Regions from separate parts of the Mus musculus genome. Here regions 1, 3 and 4 are each linked to region 2. Evidence: chromatin contacts called from public promoter capture Hi-C data. All regions are on one chromosome and are shown on one strand. Each heading gives the region's core, a stretch centred on a gene start, on an enhancer-like site or on the middle of the called end of the contact. The rest is flanking DNA. Distances are from core to core; before and after follow the strand shown. Region 1 holds the start of Pole (polymerase (DNA directed), epsilon). Region 2 holds the start of Pdap1 (PDGFA associated protein 1). Region 3 holds the start of Golga3 (golgi autoantigen, golgin subfamily a, 3). Region 4 holds the start of Chfr (checkpoint with forkhead and ring finger domains).

Region 1 (2,930 bases), core at 411-2,910, about 35 Mb after region 2:
ACTTCACATCTCTCATCTCTAAACTGAAGTCTAGCATGAACATAACAGTATGAGTACTGCCCACCTCACGTGTCTTTCCATGGCATCATGGACATGAAGAAGTCAACACAGTAACTATTGTTACTGTTAGACTGAGGCTTGGATGTATGAAAAAGAACATAGCTCCTTTTTCTAAATCAGGAATGAGCTTGGTAGAGCAAGTAATAGCCTGAGAACCAGGGCCTTGAGGGCGCTGTGGATCCGGATCCTAAGAAATCATCTCTTCTCATCCTTAAGGGGCTATGGTTTTCTGTCCCAAGGCTGCTACCTGCTCTATGACACTGTCCCACCCACCTTTCCATAGAGGTACAAAACCTCTATGTAAGACACTGTACTTGGGGGCTTGAAGAAATGGCTTGGGGCTGGAGAGATGGCTTAGTGGTTAAGAGCACTGACTGCTCTTCCAAAGGTCCTGAGTTCAATTCCCAGCAACCACATGGTGGTTCACAACCATTTACAATGTGATCTGACTGGTGTGTCTTAAGACAGGACAACTACAGAGTACTCACATACATAAAATAAGTAAATACATCAAAAAAAAAAAAAGATGCTGTACTTCCTAATAAACTTGCTTGCATGAGCCATCACTCTGTGTGACACCTCCTGATCCTGAATGCTCTTATCTTCTCCATCTCCTCCTCATCCCCCTGGCCATCACTCTCTCAGGAACCTGTCACTGAAGAACCGCTTACTGGTCCAGGTCAATTACCCTGGCTGCTATGCAGGTGTTGTACAGCAAACCCAGAGCTTCACATATAATAGGAAAACACTATCACTATTCAGCTCTAACCGGGCTTCCACTCAATGAGTGCTCACATTCTGATACACAGTCTTTTTTTTTTTTTTAAGATTTATTTATTATTATATGTAAATACACTGTAGCTGTCTTCAGACACTCCAGAAGAGGGAGTCAGATCTTGTTACGGATGGTTGTGAGCCACCATGTGGTTGCTGGGATTTGAACTCTGGACCTTCAGAAGAACACTCGGGTGCTCTTACCCACTGAGCCATCTCACCAGCCCCTGATACAGAGTCTTATTCTGCCACAGTGTCACCAATCTCTATATACGATATCCACATCAGTTTCCTTTGTCACCATACTCTAGAATCTCTTGCTGATGTGATGCGTAAGGGTTTCGGCTTTTGGTTTAATAAATTGGTTTACTTCGCCGAGCTGGTCTAGACAGAATCTTCCTTTACTTTCCCCGTTCCCTTCTTGTCTGATGAGAATAGATGTTCACCCCTAGTCAAGTCACAGGGCAGGCACAGATATTTCTAGAGAAGCAGCCTGGGCCACGGAGTTGAGTTTAGCATCTCAATAAAAACTACGGAAACCACACAGGGCGAAGACGGGAGCCCGCCCTGTCCTCCGCGCCGCGCGCCGGGCCCGCTGTTTTCCCCACCCCTGAACCCCCGGACACCGCGCCCGCCCAAGCTTGCTCCGGCCGCGGCTACCGCCAGCGCCTTGGCAGCAGGACACCGGCTCTCACCGGCTGCCTTCGCCATCCGCGCCCGGCTCGGGGTGCCTCCGTCCACTGTTCCTCAGGACCATTGCGACGCTCCAAAGCTCCCTCAGGCTCCGGGGAGAATTTGGCGCGCTCTCCACGTGCTCTCGCGAGGCTACGGCTTCGGCCAATGAGAAGGCGCGGCCTCAGATGGACCTAGCCGGGGCCCGCCCCCATCGCCCCGCCCCGCCCCGCCCCGCCCCTCGGCTCTCCAATCCTCCGGCGAGCGCAGAGGGTGGGTCGCAGGGACCGGGGGAAAAGAGTGCACTAGCTGGCCGCGCGCGTGGCGGGACGGCCGGGCTCGCTGAGGGCGGAGGAAGGGCAGAAAATGTCAGGCCGTCCCCGCCCTGTGCCCTGTGTCCCGGGCCGGGTGCCCGACTGCCTAGCTGTTGGGTGGGCGCCCGGGGCGACTTAGACATCCGGACCGCGATGGCACCTGCGGCGTCCAGGCTGCGGGTGGAATCCGAGCTCGGGTCGCTTCCCAAGCGAGCGCTCGCCCAATACTTGCTGCTCCTAAAGCTCTACCCGGTGCTCACCAAAGCAGTCAGCAGGTGGGCGCCTACTGGGAAGTGGGGTGAAAAGGAGGGGTGCCGACAGGGGAGACTCTCCTGCAGGGGAGGTTAAGAGAGGGGGCGTCTGCAGACCAAGCAGCTCAGATATTGCCCGAGCAGCAGTGGATCTCAGCCTGTACGTCGGGAACCCCTTAAAGGTTGAACGACCTTTGTACAGGGGGTCACGTATCAGATATCCTGTATATCAGATATTTACGTTATGATTCACAACAGTAGCAGCATTACAGTTTAGAAGTAGCAGTGAAAGTAATTTTATGGTTGGGGTGACCACACCATGAGGAGCTAACTGTATTATTAAAGGGTCACAGCGATAAGAAGGTTGAGAACCACTGCTGTGGAGGAAGGCAGAGTTCTTCCTTAAGGTGCGACCCCGTTCTGCTTAGCCAGTAAGTGCTGTTTGTGTGTTGGGTCCCAAGCATTAGTTAGCCTTTGCAGTCTGAGTGTTGTGAAGACCCGCGAGTCAGGGACACATTCTAACCCTGAGCAACCCAGGCACGGTCGCTGGTGAACTCTGCCCTTTGAATTACATCGTTCGGTTTCCTAACGAGATATCCCTGTTTCTGTTCATTTCCATTAGTGCATTTTGTAGGTTCTGTATTAACTTAGCTTTTCCATAAGTGTGTGCAGAGTGCTTCCTGTGCGCGGGCACATAGCTGTGATCAGAACAGGCGCATAGACTTCTCTCGGAGCTAAGAAGAACGAGTCCATCTTCCCACCCCACCCCACCCCACCCCCGCAAAAGGCAGATAAATGTATAACTTAGAGCAGTTAGGGAAATTTCTCCTGGGTTGTTGACGTTGGTCAGAAGCACAGA
Region 2 (2,826 bases), core at 86-2,585:
AACTATTCTGTGACTCTGGGGGAGATCACTTTTCTTCTGCAGTCTTCTGTCTCATCTGTAGAATAAAAGCAGTAGATTACACACGTTAAATAGCCGCCAAAAATCTCTCTTTTTAGAACAACAAAGCAGGCCAGTCAAAATCTAAATAGAAACGCTGTTTTCTTCTTCTTCCGATTGCATAAAGCTTTCTAGCTGGCAAAGAGTAACCTATCAGCATAACAGACTCATCTGCTCAAAACTGTCTTTAGTCCCATCCACTGTATGGTGACTGACACTTTACAATCCCCTATTCCCACACCCCTTCTTAACAATTTAATAAATTAAGAATAAAACTCTTAAGACGTGGACTCAGGGTCACATTGCTGACAACCAGTGAGTCTAACAGATTAGAGGCTCCTGACTTCCCCATCAGTGGTCTTTGCTCTGGTTTTTCCAGCGCTTACGTTAAAAGATAGATTGACTCTGAGCCCTTCCCAGGGCGCACAGCCTGATTAGAGAATCACTTTCTCCTGACCTAGGAGGACTCAACCCGAGAGGCTCTCGGGGCCGGGGAGAGGTAAAACGAAGAGGCGATCGGATCAGGAGGAAAGAGGTGTTGTGTTGGGCTGTTTACAGACGTAGAAGAGCGGGAAAAGGGGTGAACAAGAGCGAAGTTACGGAAGGGACAGTGGCAGAAAACTCAAGAGCAGCATCTGAGAAAAAAAGCGGTGTTTAGACAGAAAACGGTCCCGGAAGAGAAAACGACGTGGGAAAAAAACACACACGCAGAGAGAGAAAGAGCGAGCCCCAAGTTTACCATCCCCTGTGCAAGTCATCGGAGACTCCAGCCTCTGCCGCATAAGCAGCTCACACAGCTCTCCTGCCCGTAACCATTGCCAAAGATACGGTACTCGAGAACCGAGCAGAGAAACACTCACCGGAAACTCAAGCACCTAAGGCCGCTGCTTCTTTATTGACGGCTTCCGCTCCGGCGACAAACTCTTCAGAATAAGGCCCTCGCGGGGCCCCGCCCACCTCGCGCGGAGATTGCGTCATCTTAGGTGTCCCTGGCGCTGCCTTTGTAGAATTCCGTAAACCGTACGGCCCTTTTCCTCTCACTTCCTGTAGGGGTGGCCCACACGGCTACGTGTCTCCTCGGACAGGGACACCGGGGAACGCGGATTCCTGGCAGTACATATTCTGGTCAGGAATTCAGGCACCTCCCAAGACAGCCCGGCCTCGGTGTGAGGTCCCAGATCCTCGCAGCCGTGGCGGCGGTGGCGGCGTCAGTGGCGCGCGGAGAGGGAACCAAGCCGGGCGGAAGAAGTCGATTCCAAGGAGTTTCCGGTTCCGGTGTCAGTTCGAGGCGCCGCCGCCGCCGCTGCAGCCGCCGGAGCCGAGATGCCTAAAGGAGGTGAGGGGGTGGGCGCGCGTGGTTCGCGTGGCTTCTCTAGTGGCGGCCGTAGGCGGGCTGCCGCGGACCCCTCAGCCCGCGGGTCTGGGGCCTCTAAGAGATCCGCGCTGAAGGAGGCCATCCCCGTCGCCTCCCAGCCATGCGTGGGCCTCGACGCTCAATTGTCCTGCCTGGGAAGCCGAGGACCACAGTGGTTGAGGGCCTCTCCGTCGGGGATTTTTGAGGAGACTCACGGGTGCTGGGTCCTTGTCCTTGAGGAGAGCAGGACCCAGGAGTCTCGGCCAAGCCTCCGGAGCATCTGAAGTTTGTCCTCCCATTTGGCTGGCCGGAGACTGAGTCACCGCGTCCCGCGCTGGTGCGGTGCCTGGCTGCCTCGAGCATAAAATGTGGCTTTTGTGGAGCTTTTGAGGAGCCACGCCTGCCTCATAATAAGACCTTGACTTGATGATGTGGGACCTGGCTCTGATTCTCTCCTTGCACCGTAGCCACTAAGGATGTGCTTCTGAGCCAGTCGCCTAACTTCTTTGTGTCCCGGTTTTGTCGTTTCCAAAAAGGGGGTTGGGGTGGGGGACATTGATTATATTTTCCTCCTGTTATGAGAGAGGCATAAACTAGGTAGCCCACGTACTCAGCCCAGTGCCCCGCAGCCCCTAAATGTTCAGCTATTACTGTGTGTAGAGACCAAGAAAACAAGTGTTTCCCATCGTACATTGGTTTCACCCCTTAGAATCAGGGGTTTGAATACCAGATATATCACATCTTAAGTCTGTGGCCTCAAACAAAACTTTTCCAGTTCGTTTTCTTCATCTGAACTACAGGGGTATTAATAAGGCTTAGTTGGATGAGTAGGAGACAGGCGGACAGGAGTTACGGTGGCAGAATAAATCGCTCTAAGGGCCTGGCTAGCTCCCAGCACAGAACAGATGTTCAGTAAATGTTGGCAGCTCACGTGTTAAGCCAGTTAATGCAGTGAGCCCACAGGAACATCTGCCTGGAGATTTTCAAGCTTAAATTGCTTCCTGTCAATATTCAGATATTAGGCTCTACAGGGCCAAGTGTGTCTAAATCTAGTTCTCTGCTGATTTATCCTGCGTCTAGAGGAGCACTGTCTTTGTTTCACAGTCTCATCTTTAAAAGGCAAAGGAACTTTTTTCAGCTCCTGACTCCAAGGTTGAGAATTACAGTTCGGCAGTCTTGAATATGAAATCATGGCTAATGGACTTAGTCTTGATTTCTGGGAAGCTTTGCAGGCAGATAAACAAAGCTTGTTTCCTTGCTTGGGCTAACATGAGAAAACAGTGATTAAAAACTATTTTAAAAAATCCCCCAGGAGCAAAGGACCAATTCTGTTTTCAGTATACTGTGAATTATTTTTTTAAAGCATCTTGAAAGAGCCTCAGTAAAACAAACAAACTAAGATCACGAAAGGGTGT
Region 3 (2,959 bases), core at 226-2,725, about 35 Mb after region 2:
TCAACAGCTGTTGAAAGAGCCAAATTGCAGTTATATTCTCACTTGAGAGAGAAAAAAAAAAAACACTACTTAAAGCAATTGGCCAAAACCCAGCTATTTTTAAATCTGAGCAACTTTCATTTCTTCTGTTTCCTTTCTTTTATAAGAAATAGGGAAGAAACAAGATTTTCCAGATTTGTGTCTGTGTTCATACGCACAGTTGTGTGGAGGGCAGAGGACAACTGAAGAGTGGATGCTTTCCTTCCACCACAGGGCTCCCAGGGAACTCAGGTCATCAGACTCTATAACATTCAACCACTCAGAAGTCTTTCCGATCTGCTTTTGGATTTTTTAGACAGAATATTGCTATGTAGCATGGGCCTCAAGCTGGCTGAGGTCTTCCTGTCTTGACTTCCCAAGAGCTGGTATAACAGACATGTGCCACCCTATCCAGGCTTTTCCTTTTCTTTCCATTCAAGGTACACTGTATCTGAGTCATTAACGGACTATAAAAGTCAGGCGGCATTTGTAAATGGTTTACAGTGTCCTACTGACAATAAAATACAAACTTCTTAGCCTCGACCGGAGACCACTTTAATTGGGTTCCTACTTATGTCTGTACCCCTCACATGCTGTGTCTTTTTTCATTATCTGGCTATATCATGCATCCAGAAGTACAACTGACTCTCCATAGGGTCTCTACACTTCTTGTTCACTTTTCTTGAGACATTCCTCTCAATAATTTTGCACAAACGATTCTTGTCATGGAGGCCTGTCTTGACTCAAAGGTAAACTCTTCCGAAGGTTGCACAAACCTAATCCTCTCAACTGTTTTGAGTTGTCAGTATACCTCCACCAGAAAGTGATGAAAACAGAGACCAAAACACTACTGTATCCTGGGACCTTTTACAAACAGGGCCTCTTTTTCTATAAACATTCAGTAAGCGCCCGTGGGAAGGTGGTAAGCTGTTCGCCTAGCTCTCTCTGGTCACTGACTCCACTGACCATGTTCAGCAAACACCTCTGAGCACCAGAATCAAAACAACCTAAGTCCCCCACGCACTGTACGACTTGCCACCATGTCACGTTCGTCATCAACTGCAAAAGGAGCAGACTTCAAACACGCTGACCCAACCAAGCAGCAGTAGCAACGCTCTCAGGGCAGACCGCATTCCGTGGGTGCAGAAGCAGTCTCTGCATTTACTGACAACCCAGCTGCGAGGCAGGTTTCCAACCCCACGGAGTAAAAGCAAAAACTGACTTGAGCTGACCGCGGCTGACCCAAAGTCTGCGCGACCCTCACCGGACTCTGCATCCGCCTTGCCCCTGTACGCCTCTCTGGGCGCGGCCAGGGTTGCCCCAACAGTTCCTCCACGGTCCTCTGCCACAAGGTCCCGACCCTCCTCAGTAATAGCCCCCAAAACCCTCACCGGTTCCGGCCCAACCCTGCGGCTCCGGTAGGACGTGGCTGTGCAAGGGGCGGGGCGCAACAGGGTACCAGTCTCGGGCAACCCCCCGGAAACAAACGGTCCGCGAGGTCTTCGTTCCGGAAGAGAGGCTGCCCTCAGCGGCCAGTAGCCACTTTCAAATTGGGGTTGGTATGGATCTCCGGACAGATTGAGATATCCTTCAGAAAGTGGACTTAAAATTTTGTGTGCCTTCCCTTCAGAGGAACAACTTCCAGCCTAAGAGACGAAATCAGGACAACCCTCCCCCCCCCCCCAAAAAAAGAAAAACGCTTCCGGTGGTAGTGACGTTGGACTCGCCACGCTCCCGCCCCTCGCGGCCTTCTGACTGGTGGGTATGACGATCCACGTGGCCACGCCCCCGGGGCGTGGCTTCCCCGCCAGACACCGCCTCCACCACAGTTCTGACAACTTGTTCCTAAGTGTTTGTCAGTCTTGTTTGTATTATTGCCAGTGTTATACATGGCCGGACACTGCGCCACGCGACTGCATTGCCAGCCACGAGGAAGTCTGACAAGTATCACAAGCTCGAGGACTGACTGGACTATAAAGTGGGACTTGTCTTAAAAGGTAAAAAGACGTCTGCGGTGTAGTTCAGAACTCTTGGGTTCAGTCTCTAGTATGTGAAGATAGGAAAGGAGAGGAAGTTCTCACAACACAATATTAAACTATTGCCACTGCTACATGGGGAAAATGCTAAGTATACATTTTGTTTTCAGTGCTCGAGATTGTATCCTGGGCCTTGAACATGTCTAGTAACCTCCCCACCTCCAAGCTACATTTCCAACCCCAAATAAAAATGACCAAAGCTTTACAAAGATATAATTTACATGCTGTAAAGTTTGCTCCTGTTTACGATTTTATCATTATTTCTGTTTCTGAGTGTCCTTGCCTGTACATTTCATACCAATAGGGTTCATATACTGTATAGCTTTGAGTTCTTTTTCAAATTGTATCCATGTTGTACATCTTTTAGTGCTTCGTTCTTATTGCTAATATCCTATTGTTTGGATATTTCCCTTTTGTTTCTGCTCATCAGTCAATGAACAAATTTGAAGGGTCTTGAGGTAGACAAAAGGACTGACAGGGTCCCAGCTTTATATGTCCAGGGGTTGATGGGGGAACCTGCTGTATCTACTGAGGACTGTTGTGTGCCAAGGACTTTGCCAGATGCTGTCTGCTTTCAGGAAACTTACTTCTTGGAGGGAAATAGTAAAAAACAGACATACAAGAGAGTAGATGATGTCAGAGCTGAATAAAGAGACAGGTGGGTAGACATTCTGCAATCTTATGGATTATTGAGAAAGGACCTCTCTGAACCTGGTGAGTGGCTCAGCAAGCAAGGTCACTTGCAGCATAAGACTGGCAATTTGAAGCTTATATAGTGGTGGAAGAAGTGAACCAACTCTACAAGTTGGCCTCTAATCTCAACGTGTGCACTTTAATACACTCACCATATATATTTACACATATCACATACATACACAATAATAATTTTTTAAAAAAAATGTAGA
Region 4 (2,951 bases), core at 29-2,528, about 35 Mb after region 2:
TCCTAATCCCAGCACTCGGGAGGCACAGGCAGGTGGATTTCTGAGCTTGAGGCCAGCCTGGTCTACAGAGTGAGTTCCAGGACAGCCAAGGCTATACATAGAAACCCTGCCTCATAACCGCCCCCCCAAAAAAAACAAAAACAAAAACAAACGAAAAAAAGAAATGTATGTCCTTGACCCAAAGCAATCGATGTTGGGATCTGTGTATAACTTTGTTCAAATTCTCAGTTTCCTAAGTTCATTAAATAAATTATTCTATTTCCTGGGACTTTGAGATCTTTTCAAATAGAAACCCTGCCATTATAAGTTGCCCTCAGAGCACTGGTTTAACAGTGTCCTAGTCTTCCAGCATATTCTTTGTTCTCATTTGTCACAAAACATTTTTTCTAAAGTCCCTGTGGTTTATTTTTTTTCACCCGTCAACCTTTTAACAGTGGTGTCAAATTTCTACATACCTTTTTTCAGTTTTCCTTTTGTTAATAATTTCTAATTGCATTTCATTGAGAAAGAGAAGTGTACAGTAATGAGGACAAGATCGTATTTCGAAGGATATATTTACAGATCTATTTCACAAAGTTGTACTGAGAACTGACTGATATCCATCATCAAGCATCCAGAAGAGCAACTGCACAAATAAATAAGCCCATTTTATGGGGGGGGGGGGGGGTTGAAAAACAGTGCACACACACACACCCCCCGAATTCCAGTAGCTTCTGTATCGCCAGCCGGGTACTTTTCCCACTTCAAACCCCCTGTCGGTTTCCCCATCTAAACCCACTCTGACTAGGTCTTCGATCCTGTTCTAGGCCCTCGGTCTCCTCTCAGTTGGGTACCCACTTTAGGTCCCTATGCTTCATCCCTGTCTACCCCTTTAGCCTTTATCCTCGTCCTCACTCCACTCTGGCCACCGCACCTCTCCTCCTTCCGATGGTCCACTCGCGTTTCCAAAGAAGGATCTGGGGTTCGTCCTCCTCTGCGCCTAGACGAAGAAGCCTCCCCCAGGGTTCCTGCGGCGGCGGCGGCTGCTCTTCCCCGTGTAGCTCCATAGGACTCACATCTACAGAGACCCAGAAACGCCGGCTCAGGGACTACTTAAAAAACGCTCAGCACCGCTGCTATAGCCTGGCCGCCGCCTGCCTCCCCAGCCAGGACCCCACCCGCCGGCCAGCTTACCCCACGCCCTGCGCGGATCCCGGAACCGGCCTTACAGTCGCCGCCACCGCTGTCAACAGACATCTCGGGTACCCCAGCTGATCCACGGGAGGCGAGGGGGAGGGGAGCAGAGCGGTACGCCCTGTGATTGGCTGGCGGCCGTGCCCACCGAGAGCGACGGCTAGAGCGGTGCCAGAAAAGGCTATCCGGAGGGGGCGGGGCGGAGCGATCGGAGCCTGCGCAGATGAGAGAATGTGCACCTTGTTGCCATCTTTGATGCTGGCAGGCAGGCGCACTTACCTTCCTGCAAAAGCACGGAAGTAGCTGTGGAGGGCACCATGTTAGATTCGGGCCAAAAAAAAAAAAAGACCGAGTAACTTATAGATCGGAAGGTCCTTAAAACCTCACTTGTAATTCCGAGATAAGGTGCTATTTTCACACGTCAGATTACAAAATGTGAAAGCTTGGTACAGTGGGCCAGCCCTTCGCAAGGAGCATAATTTAAGATGTCAATTAGAATAGAAACAGGTAACTCGTCTCTGAGGGCTGATTTGCGGTATCTTTAAATCCTGTTTCTTAGGATCTTGTGTCATTCCCGAGTTGTATGCTACAAGCATGTTGGTGACCCCCCGGTGAGAGAGAAACACTGGCAAAAACAATGCCCTGGAAGAAAGTCACTGAAGACAGAGAAGCAAAGTCCACACACAGTGGTTCTTGAGCAGCTCGGAGTAATGTCTTTGCTGGTGAACAGCTTCAAAAAAGTATTAAACATCTGTTTGTTTGTTTGTTTGTTTGTTTGTTTGTTTTGTAAAAAGAAAACACATACACAGACACATTTGTAAATATATGTGGAAATGCGTCTTTGCCTATGTCTACAAAGATTTACTCAAATACTTTTGAAAGGATATAAAAGTAGCAGTGGCTGCCTCCGGGAACATGGATTTGTACCGGTCTGAAAATCGCCGAAGAAGACCCCAGACATAGATAATATGCAAAGACAAAGAGCGTTTATTCTGAAGAAACAAGCAGTATGTGGGTCACATTTTTTGAAATGGTGTCCGCAGTCAAGGGTGTGTGGGCCTTCTTATTGGGGGGTGGATATTAGGTAATCTCTAATGTGATTGGCTGGGCCACTGTTCACATTTGGGAACTGAACTGTGACCCTCACCCCCACCCCCCAGTTAAGATTATATAGAGTTTTTAAGCCTAAAATCCACAAACATCTGTGCTAAATTATTCCACCAATCAGGATTTAGGGATAGAGGGTTTACTTAGGAACTTGTCTTTGTTGTATATGTACCCTGCTCCCATTGATCTGGGTACTCAACTTGCAGGGACTTGACTTACCTAACATTCATGTCCTAACTTGTCACAGTACCCATGTACATATTTCTTTCTGCCAAGTAGGATGTCAATTCCCAATAGGCCTTAGGAACTTAAACTTTACTCGGCCACTAGTCAAAATGAAAGTCTTATTCCAAATAATTTCTTATATTGGTGCAGGTGTCTCTCTTATGTTGGGGTTCATCCTAGGGACAGCTTATACCATGAAAGTTTATACACAGGTGCAGGAAGAGCTATTGAGTGGTTGGTTCAGGTCCAAGCTTATTGCAAATGACACAGTTCTACTGATATCTAACACAATTGGTTTCCAAGGGTATAGAACATAACAGACTATGTAATCAACTTGGCATTAGAAAGTTTCCTATTAACAGCAAAAACAGGTGCATGCCTTTAATCCCAGCACTTGGGAGGCAGAGGCAGGAGGATTTCTGAGTTCGAGGCCAGCCTGGTCTACA

What was found. Promoter capture Hi-C pulls out the DNA fragments that hold promoters and counts their contacts.
Region 1: a promoter capture Hi-C map of pre-B cells shows a contact between it and region 2. The contact joins the promoter of Pole here to the promoter of Pdap1 in region 2. A contact is called at or near these places in 3 of 39 promoter capture datasets (cranial neural crest, frontonasal cranial neural crest and pre-B cells).
Region 3: a contact with region 2 is called in a promoter capture Hi-C map of second pharyngeal arch cranial neural crest. The contact joins the promoter of Golga3 here to the promoter of Pdap1 in region 2. A contact is called at or near these places in 5 of 39 promoter capture datasets (cranial neural crest, frontonasal cranial neural crest, maxillary cranial neural crest and 2 more).
Region 4: a promoter capture Hi-C map of second pharyngeal arch cranial neural crest shows a contact between it and region 2. The contact joins the promoter of Chfr here to the promoter of Pdap1 in region 2. A contact is called at or near these places in 5 of 39 promoter capture datasets (cranial neural crest, frontonasal cranial neural crest, maxillary cranial neural crest and 2 more) and 1 of 9 other capture datasets (pancreatic islet).

Annotation. Positions count from the first base shown.
Region 1 is chr5:110,285,049-110,287,978 of GRCm38.p6, reverse strand. It overlaps Pole (polymerase (DNA directed), epsilon), which reads right to left and starts at 1,660. Exons shown (of 49, transcript NM_011132.2): 1 at 1,530-1,660. The coding sequence starts at 1,591. It overlaps Pxmp2 (peroxisomal membrane protein 2), which reads left to right and starts at 1,811. Exons shown (of 5, transcript NM_008993.2): 1 at 1,811-2,095. The coding sequence starts at 1,974.
Region 2 is chr5:145,138,534-145,141,359 of GRCm38.p6, reverse strand. Pdap1 (PDGFA associated protein 1) reads left to right here and starts at 1,335. Exons shown (of 6, transcript NM_001033313.4): 1 at 1,335-1,393. The coding sequence starts at 1,381. It overlaps Bud31 (BUD31 homolog), which reads right to left and starts at 984. Exons shown (of 6, transcript NM_001310771.1): 1 at 918-984; 2 at 1-55.
Region 3 is chr5:110,175,373-110,178,331 of GRCm38.p6, reverse strand. It overlaps Golga3 (golgi autoantigen, golgin subfamily a, 3), which reads right to left and starts at 1,475. Exons shown (of 24, transcript NM_001347389.2): 1 at 1,410-1,475. Gm15787 (predicted gene 15787) reads left to right here and starts at 1,828. Exons shown (of 3, transcript NR_040431.1): 1 at 1,828-2,015.
Region 4 is chr5:110,134,157-110,137,107 of GRCm38.p6, reverse strand. It overlaps Chfr (checkpoint with forkhead and ring finger domains), which reads right to left and starts at 1,278. Exons shown (of 18, transcript NM_001289577.1): 1 at 1,174-1,278; 2 at 914-1,057. The coding sequence starts at 1,046.